Linked DNA regions of Mus musculus: region 1 is linked to region 2. The links are chromatin contacts, called in public Micro-C maps. All regions are on one chromosome and are shown on one strand. The core of a region is the stretch at or near the end of the contact, and the rest is flanking DNA. Distances in the headings are between cores, read along the strand shown. Region 1 holds the start of Shc4 (SHC (Src homology 2 domain containing) family, member 4). Region 2 holds the start of Fbn1 (fibrillin 1).

Region 1 (6,063 bases), core at 2,244-4,743, 220 kb after region 2:
ATCATTTCTGATGCTTAGGATTCGTCTATTTCATTGATCAACATCCAGCTTCTACAATGGATCCTGCAATGTGATTGGTTCATAGTATGTGGCAGTCAGACACATGAGTACCTGGGAGTAGACAGCAATAGTGACATATATGGAAATGAGGAGAAACTCGGGGGCTCCTTTAAAGTCCTCACTGGCCCATGCTCACTTGCCATTAGGACATTGCTCGACCCCCACCCAACCTGATCTATCACCCCACCAAGCTTTGCATCTATGTATGCTTGTTCCTATGGACAAGAGCACTGCACAGCCATGATGTGTCTTTCTCAGTACAATATTTTTCAATGAAAATTAAGAGGCTGGTTCTTCGTTTTTAAAAACTGGTTCACATCCCAGTAGGATTCTCAAGGACAGAATGACAGCCAGGGTGGGACTCTGTGGGAAGAGAACTAAGAATGGTATGTAGGAGACAGGAACCCAGATAATTTCTGAGTTGAAAAATTACTCCTCTTGTATTCCTCTGAGACATTTTAACTTGATAACATGACAAATGAAACCCTTTTGTCTTTCAAGTTAGGCTCTATAAATATTAAGATATTTTAGATTTTGTGAGAAAGGCAGCTAAAACCAGAGATGCACATCACAATATCATAGCAAAACTGTGAGTTCATTTGGGTTATGGGGTCAGCATTTCTCCTGGAGTAAGTTATTACCACTGTGAGAAGACAGCTGGTGTCCTCATTAAAAACCCAGAAACACTGGTAAAGATATGAGTGTGGGGAGCCGACAGGGATACAGGACAGAAGGAAAGGTGGGGCTGAAGGTAGGAATCTGAAGGCAATAGGCAGGTGCCAAGAGCCCAGGTTTGGGAGTCACTCCAAACCATAAAGGGTTGGCACCCTACAGCTTGACAAGTGTAATGCTCTTCTGGATTTTCCACAAACATGCAAGCCTGGTCACAGTATGCTACTTGCTGTTGAGGGCAGGAGCTGGGCTCTGCACGCTTATCTTCCTTAGGGGCTGTGGGCATCCATTTACCAAGTCTGCTCCAAGCCCGTTCTCTCTGTAATCTCTCCAGCATCCCCCAAGCTGTCCATGAGCCTGATGCTGTCAGTGTGCAAAGCAATCACCCACTCTTCTGCCTTCAGCTCTGACTTTTTAAGCTCAATCACTGCCGGGCTGATGAGACTGCTCACCTGCACACCAGCACCTCTAGATAGCACTGTTGTTATCGGAGAGGTCAAGTGCAAACTGATGAGTCCCCTTCCCAATTGACTCTGCTGACTCTGGCATCCTGAGTATCATCCAGGACTTAACTTTGGAAGTTATTCTTCATTCTCTAGTCTTCATCCTAACTCAGCTACACCCTCCATGAAGAACAGCAAGCATTCTCACTGGCCTCGAGGATCTCTTCCTGCTTCAGCACAAGTTAAATAAATCATCAGATGAATCTTTTAAGACCTACATTCACGATATGCCTGCGGACCTATGAGGATCTTGCTCACCAGTGTTTATAGCCTCTCTGTTTGGCCCTTGAAGAGCTTTGATGACCTCCCTTTCTTCCCTGTTCTAATTTGTTCAGTCCCTGGGGACTGTGCTAGCCGTCACCTCCACCTCTCCGTGCCCTCTCCAGGACAAACCCCAAGCTTCCCCGAAGACCCCACAGTGACTTTGATCTACTCTTGCGCCTGTCCTGAATCAACCTTTCTACCATAGATACACCTTCTCATAAATCTCAGAACCCAGCTACACCCGGCTCCCCTGTCCCAGAGTCCCTGAGTACTCTCACAGATGCATCAATTGCTGAACATTGAAATGTCGATTCCAAAATAAATAAATAAATAAATAAAACCACGTCAAATCCCTTTTATACCACGTCTCAGTTGCCATCTTATCTGTCTCTATGAGAAGCTATGTCTGAGCCAACAGCTGCCTATGGGTTAGCAATGGCTCACACCCTTGGAGCAAAGTGGATCTGACTCTGGCATGTGTCAGATCCCTGTAGGAAATCTCTAAGGCCAACTCTCCCTTCGGTTGATCCAGCGGTATGTCTTGTAATCTAGAGCCCAGCCAGGTTAAATCGAAGTCCCCGCAGAGAGCACAGCTGCCCTTCCTGTGAGTGCTCAGGGAGTAGGCCTTAAGGGACTTACCCGCACACAGTAGTTCAGACCGTTCCCCAACAGGTGCTGCAGAGGGGGCCCGTCCTGCTTGCTCCTGGGGCTTGGTTCTCCAGGGCCAGGCAGTGGGCAAGTATCAGGACGCAAAGAGGTGGGCCTGCGTCCCACCTGGTCCGGATCCGGTGCAGGTGCAGGTCCAGTCCTGTTTAGATTGGATTCTGGGGACGCTGGACGGCTTGGAGTCTGATCCTGGTTCTCTTGGAGCTTCAACCGGCTCACCTGTTTCGTACCCAAGCAGAAGGTTTTCAGACCCAGAAAAGTGATGGGGTTGGCCAGCTTCATGCTTGCCATACGGGGAATCAAGGTGCACAGCGCCGTGGGGCTCTCCTGGCTGGACACAGTGGCATCCTCAGTCGGCAGGTGAGGGGCCAGGGCTGGGTAGGGAGGCGGCGACGAGCCCTTGTTTCCAACGGAGCCTCCGGGGCTCCCTTCGTCCAAAGACGTGATGGACTCGTTCCGAAAGCGGCTGTACTTGGTCCTGTGAAGCATCCCCAGGTGCCCAAAGAGTCCTACATACAGCGTGAGTCCTGCCTGGCTGTCCTGGCTGCGTTCTCGCATAGCCTTAGCAGTGCTGAGACTGGGCACCGCAGCCTAAAGTGCCTCGCAGTCCGGTAGACCCACGCCACAGTCACCTCTCCTGCTCTGGCGGTCACCAGCCCGGGTCCGAGACTGCTCAAGGATGACAGTCCCGGAGGACGCCTCCCCAGCTCTGATTGCAGGCCGGCCCTTCCAGGCCCTGGCAGAGGCCCCCGGAGCGCGGGGGGTGGGGTGGGGTGGGAGCGGGGGTGTCTTCGCCCCGGAGTCCCGTCCCCCAGGCTGGGGCAGCGGGTGCCACCACGCCTCTAGTCTTAGCAGAAATATTTACCCCCTTTTCCTCTGCGCACAGGAACTTTCAAACCTGCTCCCCTCCAGCTCCCACGGGGCGGGGCAGGGACTAGCCCATTAACCCTTTATTTGTTCCCGTGACTGTTCATTTCAAAGGGAAAAATAAAAAAGCGCATAAGAGTCAAAGGCCCTTCTGTATGGGCTGGGGTTATGACGGCTGCCCTCTCTCGGAGGATCTTGGTTCTGGGCCACCAGCCAGGAGTCCTAGCGACGGGCGCTGGTCTGCATTGTTCCTCCAGCTTGAGGTCCGGGCATCCTCTGTGTGGCTCGGGTCCGATCCCGGCCGGCCCACCCCTTCTCAGGGCGCCCTTCCCTCCTGTACTCTCCTGCAGGCTTTTTTCAGGAGGAGCCTGTGCACAGCAAAAGGCTGAGTTGAGCAGACGATACCCAGGCTGTTGAAATTTTTATGAATGAACTTTGCCGAATGAATTTCCCTCGTTGTGTGAGAGCTAATAAATCTGTGAATGGAGCCGAGAATAGCTGTAATTGACTGACCCGTTTGGGGCGGCGCGGGGGTGGGGGTGTGGGGGGTGCGATTTGGTTTTCATCCAATCAGGCTGCAGCTTCATGAGTCATGCACCGTGAATATACTAACTAGTAGCCGGGAGAAACGAAGCCGGGCAGAGAAAAGGGAGGGTAATATCTGATGAATGGGTTAAAAGTAAAGGCAATCTTTGCTCCTGGATCGTCAGTATGCTGGGAATCAGAAGGTTAAAAATCGATTTCCTTTCTTGTTAAGATGGGGAGGGGCGAGAAAGGAGCTAGAAATTAGATATATTGTTCCATGGACATTAGGGCATATGTTACACAAACAACTCTTGTTCAAAGCCTAGATTCGTTTTTCTTAGAAACGTTTTTTTTTTTTTTAATTGATTGCCGCCCCATCTTCTGTCTGATACAATTTCCTGAGCCCATCAAAGGCCCCGGGAAGACAACCGTAAAGGCTGAGCCCACAGGAAGCCTGAGCCCCAGCTGGGCAGAGGAAATGCAGGTTCATTCAGGAGCTGAGAAGAGCGGACTGCTGAGACCTTGGGGTGGGGGTGGGGTGAGAGTCTCCGGGAGGAAGCAGCTGAGGTTGCGTTTCTCTGTGAGCCTTGGCTCCAGTACCTGAGACTATTCATGATTTCGAATACTAAGGCAGCAGCCAAGAGAATCTGGGAAGAAGGCCACCTCACCTTCTCATTGACCACGGGCTCTCGAGTGCTCAGGACTTAGCCTGAACTCCAGGGCCATCCAAACACAGGTTTGAATGAAACCAGTGCAGGTGACTAGGAGACAAAGGCGCCTCGCCGCCGCCAAGCTTTTGTGCTTAGGCTCAGAACGGCTTGTTAGTATCCTGCCTGACAACTTTGTGAGCTTTTTCTATCCACTGGGAAGGCCTTTTGTGGCGTCCTATACCTTCCTTTCTGACTTTCTTTTTGCACCTCCACATTTGGCAAACACGAAAGGAATGGCTAAATCAGAACTCATATACCCGGAACCTAGGGAGACAGGATCAGGGGAGTGGAAGGTGGGAGGAGGAGGGAGTAAGACTGAAAAAATCCGCTAGTACCTCTACTGCTACGCATGCTTCTCTTTCATCTCTGCCTTCTCCTCTGGGTCCCACCTTACCGTATGCCATGCCACAGTAACATCCCACTACCTTGAGAGAAGTTCCTGTGAGTGGTAATGGCCTTGTCTGTGAGTGGCAGCTAATGAATGACGTGTGGGAGCATATGAAATAGCTACAGTCCCTGTAAAACATCCCCACAATGCTCCGGGAGAGTACCTGCATCTCCGAAGCATCCTGGGCAGCATTTTTTAAAAGGTTGCTGGAGAGATGGCTCAGTAGTTAAAAACGTGTACTGCTCTTGCAGAGGACCTGAAAGGGTTTGTGTCAGGTAGCTCACAGTACCTCTGGCTCCTGAGGATCTGATCTCCTCTTCTGGACTCCATGGCCACCTGCAAACACACACACACACACACACACACACACACACACACACACACACACACACACACTTAAAAACGGCACACACCTATACTTTTAAAATAATAAGATAAATCGTTAAAATAAATAAGCAAATTAAAGGCCAATGGAACCAGGGTGTCTCCATTGAAGTAGTGTTCCCAACTGCTAGAGTATACTATGTCATCTTAGGCAACCAAAAAGGAAAAGTACCACAAAGTAAGGGACACCAAGGAAGGAACACTGTCTCAAGAAGCTATTCCCAATGCTCGTCTGTGTCTGGGAAAGGTGGTGATGCTGAAAACTCTAACAAGACCTCAGGATGCCGTTCTGCCTGTAGGCCTGAGTGACCTAGAAGGCCCTCTTAGGCAGCTCTGCATTGTGCTGACCAGACCAGCATGATAGGGCACTCTGGGGGCTGCAGGCTGAGCTAGGTGGACCAGCAAGCATGACGCTGTGAGCTACTTCTCTGTCCTGGGAGCCTGGAAGACATTCACTATCACCCGCTGAAAAGCTGTCCCTCTGTCCAGCAGCCCTGGAGATGGCTGGCTAAGAAGGTATATGGGGAGAAAAGGGCCAATATATCGTCTCCCACTAGAAACAGAAACAAAGACAACACTAAGTAATGGTCACTAGAGCTAGCCCACCAGGTAATGCCTGTGTGCCAGTAGTATTAACAACTGTCTGCACTGTGGCATAAAGTGTTAATGTTTGGTCTGTTGCAATGGATTGTAATGCTAAATTCTGTACCTGAAGATCTAGGCCTACAAGTGAATTCTCACATTTACACACTTTTGTTGTGCAAACCTTGTTCCTTGATTTAAAATGATTGGTTAGCCTGGCAGTAGTGACCCATGCCTTTAATCCCAGCACTTGGGAGGCAGAGACAGGTCAGCCTGGTCTACAGAGTAAGTTCCAGGACAGCCAGAGCTACACAGAGAAACCCTGTCTCAACAAACAAAAACAAAAACAAACAAAAAATGATTGGTTAAATAAAATTGTCTACAGCTAATTACTGGAGAGGCTAGAGGTAGGTGGGTTTTGAGTTACCTGGTTGAGGGTGGA
Region 2 (5,899 bases), core at 118-2,617:
TGCCCACACGGGAAAAGCACTTCTCCCTGCAACTGGAATTGGTAAGCAGCAGAAGCAGTGGGCTTCTCCCTTTCTCTGGGTTTCAGCTCCTCCCCTTCTTCCACAAGGAACCATTCTCGCCTCCCCAAATCTGCTTCAACAATGGCCCAGGATTCCCTCCAGCCAGGACTTCTCCTCTGGGCCAGGAACAAGGCGAGTTATCTGAACAAGAGTTGATGACCGAGTAACTTTGGCACTTCCAGGCTGTCTCCCGGGGATCTCACCCAGGGTCCTCTACGGGCCAGAACCTGCCCTGTCAGTTGCTGTGGATCTTAAAGTCCCAAGAAGGGCGAGGGGAGGCACACCGAAGCAGCTGGGAGCTTCCCTTACCCTTTCAGCGCATCGTGTCCTCCGCCGCCTCTTCTCTTGGCCCGATTGGCTCTGGTCTCCTTCAGGCTCCCAGCCTCCAAATTGGCGTCCGCCCCATGGCTCGTGTAGGACTCGAGGAGCAGGGCGAACGCCAGCGCGACCTCCAGCAGCCCTCCTCGCCGCATGGTGCCGCCGGCCGCCACTCGCTCCGCCGCCGCCGCCGCCGCCGCCGCCGCGCCTTCCAGCGGCCCGAGTCTCCGGGGTCCCGCTGTCTCACTGTCCGGCTGTCCTGATGCAGAGAGGTCCCCGGCCTGGGTCCTACAGCTTTCTTCTCCAGGGACTGCTCCCACTTCGGGTAGTCCCTGCCTGTCCTGCAACACAGACAAGTCCCCAAGGCGGGGAGGTGAGACACTCAGGGCTCCGGGATGCTGAAAGCTCGCAGTCCCCGGTGCCGAGCCCAGACCGCGCGCCGCCTGCGCGTGGCGCAGTTACTCGGAGGAACGAGGACCACTCGATCCCAACTAGCTGCAGAGCCAGAACCCGGCGACTGGCATCCGCGGACCCTGTGGCCTCGCGGCGCCAAGTACCGTGTCCCTAGGGAGCCCAGGCGTCCCGCGAGCGGACTGCCTACACGGTCTTAATGGCACTGATTGCGCGCGGTGACGGCTGACGCCCCAGCTCTCCAAAAAGGGTCCTCTCCGCCCACATACCGGGTCATGGCCAACCCCGCCAGTCCCCTGCATCCGACGTGGAGCAGGGCACTGCAGTCCCGGATCTTGCAGCTGTCAGGCAGAGAGGGCCAGCTGCAGATGCTCGAGACATCCCCTCACCCTGCCCGGCCTCCTGCCCTGGATGCCGCGCAAACGGCCCTCCAGCCACCCGCCTGCCGCCCGACCCTGGCGGGACCCCATGAGACCCACTGGACTAGCGGCTCGGACTCTCAGGCGGCGGTGGCTGCTCTGCTCCGCAGCTGTCCCAGCTGTGGCCGCCTGTGGCACCCACAGTCTCTGCCCCAACTCTGCGGCCCCCTCCTTTCCCACCTCTTCAAGTATCGTCCGCGCAGCGGTTTCTCGCGAGAGAAATACTTTTTTAAAAAAAAGAAAGAAAGAAAAAGAAAATGACACCCTCCCCACCTCCCCCCATCACCACCCCACCCCCGGCCCCATCTATCCTCCCTTTCCACTCCCCTCTGCCAGCCACCGCCCGGACCCGGGCCTCCCTCATTCGCAGGATCAGTGCCCTGGGAGGAGGCGGAGGTGATCCAGTCCTGCCTGGCCTGGGATATTCCGTCCCAGGGTGGGGAAGAGAGGGAATGGGAAGAGGTGGAGTAGCGGTTTAGACCGATCTGCCTGCGGCTGAGAGGTCCAGACCCGAGATTCCCGCGATCAGAAGCACGGAGAGCTGGGCCACCTGCGCGGAGAACGCATGCTGGACACCTTGGCCAACGAGGCCCAGGAGGCCCTGGCTGGAAAGGGGCTCTGTGGCAGTGGCCCTCGCTTCTCAGCCCAGTCTTCTGCTGTCTGGCTGGGAGGAGAAATTGTAGGCTCCGAGGCTCAGGCAGGGCTTGTGGTGAGGCCACCACCACTGAGCCAGCCAACAGGTTAGCGGCGGCGAAAGGGGCATGCCAGTGTCAGGAGCCCGCTGGAGGAGCAATTCTCCCGAGGCTCAGGTCAAGCTACTCACCTAGGCTAAATGAAGAGGCTGCGAAAGTCTCAGTCTGTGATGTGGGGGCCTGTGATTTGGGTTTCAGACAATCCTCCCGCCCAACTCTCAGTTAGGAATGGGGTTTCCTAAAATAACCCTATTTTCACATGTGTACACACTATACAGAGAGCACATACACACACATGCATGGGATTGGGGTGGGGTGGGGGTGTCTGAAATCCACATCGGGCTCGACCGCAGGGACCAGGGACTCCAGTCACCAACTGTCACTTTCCACACAGTTACCCTAAGAATGCACGCATCTTGTTGACCCGGATTTTTCTTGTTTTCAACATCTTGTGCCCGGATATGAGATTATAGAGATCGAGGCATGTTATCAACTCCATCTTCTTTTCAAAATGGACCACGCCTCATGATAATGGACTCACTGCACTGCTTCGATACCTGAATAGGAAGACTTAAACACTGATTTAAATTCATAATTATTTAAATATATTATCTAGTTTAATTGAGGTCTTACTTTCAAAAAAAAATCCTCTTAACAGATCCATGAACTGGAGATTCCGTCCTACATCTTCAGGTGAGAAAAGAGGTATTCATTCGAGGGCCAGGAGATGGCTCTGAGCAAATAAAGCACCAAGCCTGGTAACGTGCGTTCTAGCACCAGGAACTACCTGGCAGAAGGAAGGAAAGACTCCTGAATGTGTCCTCTGACCAACGTACTCGGCATACGCATGCGCACAAGTGAGCACATATACTCCAAATGTCGTCAAATAAAGAACCATTCATTGAAGAAGTAGCTATTGAACACTTGTGCCACCTGGCCCACGGATGAATCAGAATCACTTGCAAGTAAGCCAGGAGTTTCAGTCCCTTTGCACAGCAGGTGATCGACAGGGAAGGCAAGCTTGAAACAAATAGTAGCTCATATGTTACATGCCAACAAACACGGGGCACTGCTTAGATGATGTATGTGACCATGACTAGACATAGGCTAGGGCCAATAGAGGAGGCTTCCCTGATAAAGTATCATTGAACCCTTTTAAGGCACCATGGCGACTTAGAAAGAGCAAAAGTTCTTAACTATAGATACACAGTAAGTTCTAGGAACTTAAAAAGAAATAGGCAAGGACCCAGTTTTTTAAAGTCTGTGGTGGACATTGACATGGCTATTTTTCAAAGATCCCCACAAATCCAAAGGGGTGGTAGGGATATTACTAAAGGTGGGAAAGGGGTCCAAACCGAGGAACCATAGTCCCATGGTCGGCAGAAGCAAGGTTTCTGGGGGTTAGGGAGGACTTTGGTCTGACCTCTGTGTATCAGGCTGTTCTGAACCCACTGTGCAATCTAGAAACTGCCTGATTTCTCTGTATTCAAGTGGTATGCAAGAGGCAATGTGATCCTGTCCCCTGTCTCCTGGAGGCTGCTCCTTGGCAACATAATGGAACAGAGCGACTGAACGCAGGGCCCTCGGAAGGCTTTGTCCAGGTAGCACAGAGCAAACCCCAGTAAGGGTTCCATTTATCTCATAGTATGATCACCAAGTTCTCCCCAGCAAGTGGAGAGCTGGCAAGGGCTGCGGCAGTCCTCCAGCCTGCCTTTCGCTTTCAGTTTCTCCTCCCCTGGACTTCCACATGGAACAGCTTTTCCTACAAAAGAGAACCATAGATATAACTGAAAGAGCCAATGGAGTTCCTTCCTGGGGAGTGATATGATGACAGCTTCAAAATCTCACCCCATTTTTCACCCACTCCATTATTATTCTCTGTACTGAAGAAAGACACCCACACATTTGCAGCCACTGACAGAGCCTTGGTGTGCCTCAGTTGCCCCACTGCTTTCTTAAGAATGAGTGAAGTGAATCTTGGCTGTGGAGATGAACATAAGTGTAAGTTGACTGATAGCCATTGAATGATGTATCCATGTGTTCTACCTTTTATTACTTAGCTATTCATTAGCCAATTTGACCAAAGTAAAGCACCCTCTTCTAACCACCTCACCAAAGATGAGACTATATTGCCATCGTTTTCCAGAACTTTTCTTTATCAAACATTTTGACTACTTAACTTTTAAGTCTTTCCCTATAATCCCGCCATTCTAACGCTTTCTCCATTTCTCATGAGTCCTTGTCCCTATGTCACATCTTACATGGTCATAACCACAGGGTCTATGTAGTTTTGTCTTCTGTTGAACAGAGGGGAGAATTTGTTCTCGCTTCAGACTTAGCCTTCGCATTTTGCAGATGGGGGTCCCTGGGTGAGGTTGGCCTAGCCATACTTCTGGCAAAGAGCATGTACAAATGTTGAATTATGTTATTGAAATAGCTTTCATTACCTCAATCCCCCAAAGCAAACAGTTCCTCTCCACCCAAAACAACAGCTCCATTTCCCAGTCTCATTTCACTTGTGTTTTGATGAGTTCTGGGTCCCACCCTGGTATTGCCTGTCATTTTTTTTTTCTTACCAGACATAACAGATACCAGCCCAACAGCAGAGGAAAGTAAAGAAGAGGCCTGGCCAGCAAGAAGGGATGTAACACTGGATCCATCACAAATTAAAAACACACCCTCCCTGGGTACCATTCAACCCATGTTTACTAAACACCAGCTCTGTGTGCCATACCAGGGTAGATCTTGCAGACGCCCCTAAAAATCCTTTCCAGGGCACTTCTCATTCTCTCAGAAGGAGACCATATCTGCAAAGTTCCAAGCACGGCAAGCAGGAAGCCAAGAGGCAAAGGCGAGTACTTCAAGCATTTTATAGGCAAAACTCAGATTTTATCTGTGGAACTTGATTGACACTTGAGCTCCATTTAATTTTCACAGGCAATGAAGCACTCTGCTGAGGTTTTTTCAATGATGGGAAGGTGATATAACTTTTTACAGCTCACAGGCCTCAAAACAGACCTTTGGACTGAGGGTCTCCAATCAGCAAAGTTTACCATTTACCTGGCCTGCAAGACAAAGGCCAGCACAGAAAATGGTTTGAAGAATCATCCCAGAGCTGGGTGTCACCAAAGCAAGGCGTCCACAGGGGAGAGGGTTGGGTGGAGTGGTATGACTGCTCTGGTCTGGAAGCCTTAATGGACGAGATGGGATTTGGGTAGTGCCTTGAAAGGAGGGTAGGGTTTGGCTGCACAGAACCATCTTGGAAGAATATCCCAGACACAAAAGAGGAGCAGGAGGCAAAAGCAGAAAGGGAGGATAGATTCGGGGCCAGAGGAGACAGATGAGGTATTTTCCCATCCTTCTCTGGGACACACCCTGGGCTGAGTGTTCATGAAGGGCAGCAGGCTACTGCGGACCCGTGGGCATCATTTCTTAAATGACCATGATTAGTCACACCACGAGGACATTCATTGTCTCCATCCCCAAGACCTGGAAGATCTGGAATCCATTATGACCACTGTGCTCAAACTGACAGAGGGCAAACAACACACGATTTCCCCTGGGCTTCAATTAGTCACCTACATTAAATAATTTTAATAGAGAATGAACTTTATTTCAGGATCCTAATGAAAGTTTCTTTATACCAGGAAATGCATACCCTAACCTGCTGTCTTGGGCAATCTGAAAATCTCGTTAAGACGGGAGTGACAAGCAGTCTCCTTTAGCAACATTATCTTTTTCTACATCTGTTTTTACTTTCAATCTCAATTTTCTCCCAACCGTAATTAGTGGATACTAGTAATTAGTGGATATTTTAAAATGTTTTTTTTCCTTGCTGACTTTATCAATTCCCATGATTTCACCCCCTGCTTATAACAAAGTCCCAGATCTGTATCTCCACCCCAGAGTGTCCCTGGAGCTTCCAGTGCAGATGTCCAAGTTCCTGCTGGATGCCTCCACCCACTCCTTCCAGGGCCAAAGTCATTGTGTAGCAGCCTC

Evidence for each region. A called contact is a pair of places that touch in the nucleus more often than the background predicts.
Region 1: a Micro-C map of embryonic stem cells shows a contact between it and region 2, with 2.0 times the contacts expected there. The contact joins the promoter of Shc4 here to the promoter of Fbn1 in region 2. A contact is called at or near these places in 1 of 39 promoter capture datasets (hippocampal neurons), 4 of 484 Hi-C or Micro-C datasets (cerebral cortex, embryonic stem cells and uterus) and 2 of 9 other capture datasets (liver and pancreatic islet).

The regions. Positions count from the first base shown.
Region 1 is chr2:125,720,655-125,726,717 of GRCm38.p6, forward strand. It overlaps Shc4 (SHC (Src homology 2 domain containing) family, member 4), which reads right to left and starts at 3,494. Exons shown (of 12, transcript NM_199022.2): 1 at 2,139-3,494. The coding sequence starts at 2,723.
Region 2 is chr2:125,505,071-125,510,969 of GRCm38.p6, forward strand. It overlaps Fbn1 (fibrillin 1), which reads right to left and starts at 1,368. Exons shown (of 66, transcript NM_007993.2): 1 at 1,269-1,368; 2 at 370-719. The coding sequence starts at 533.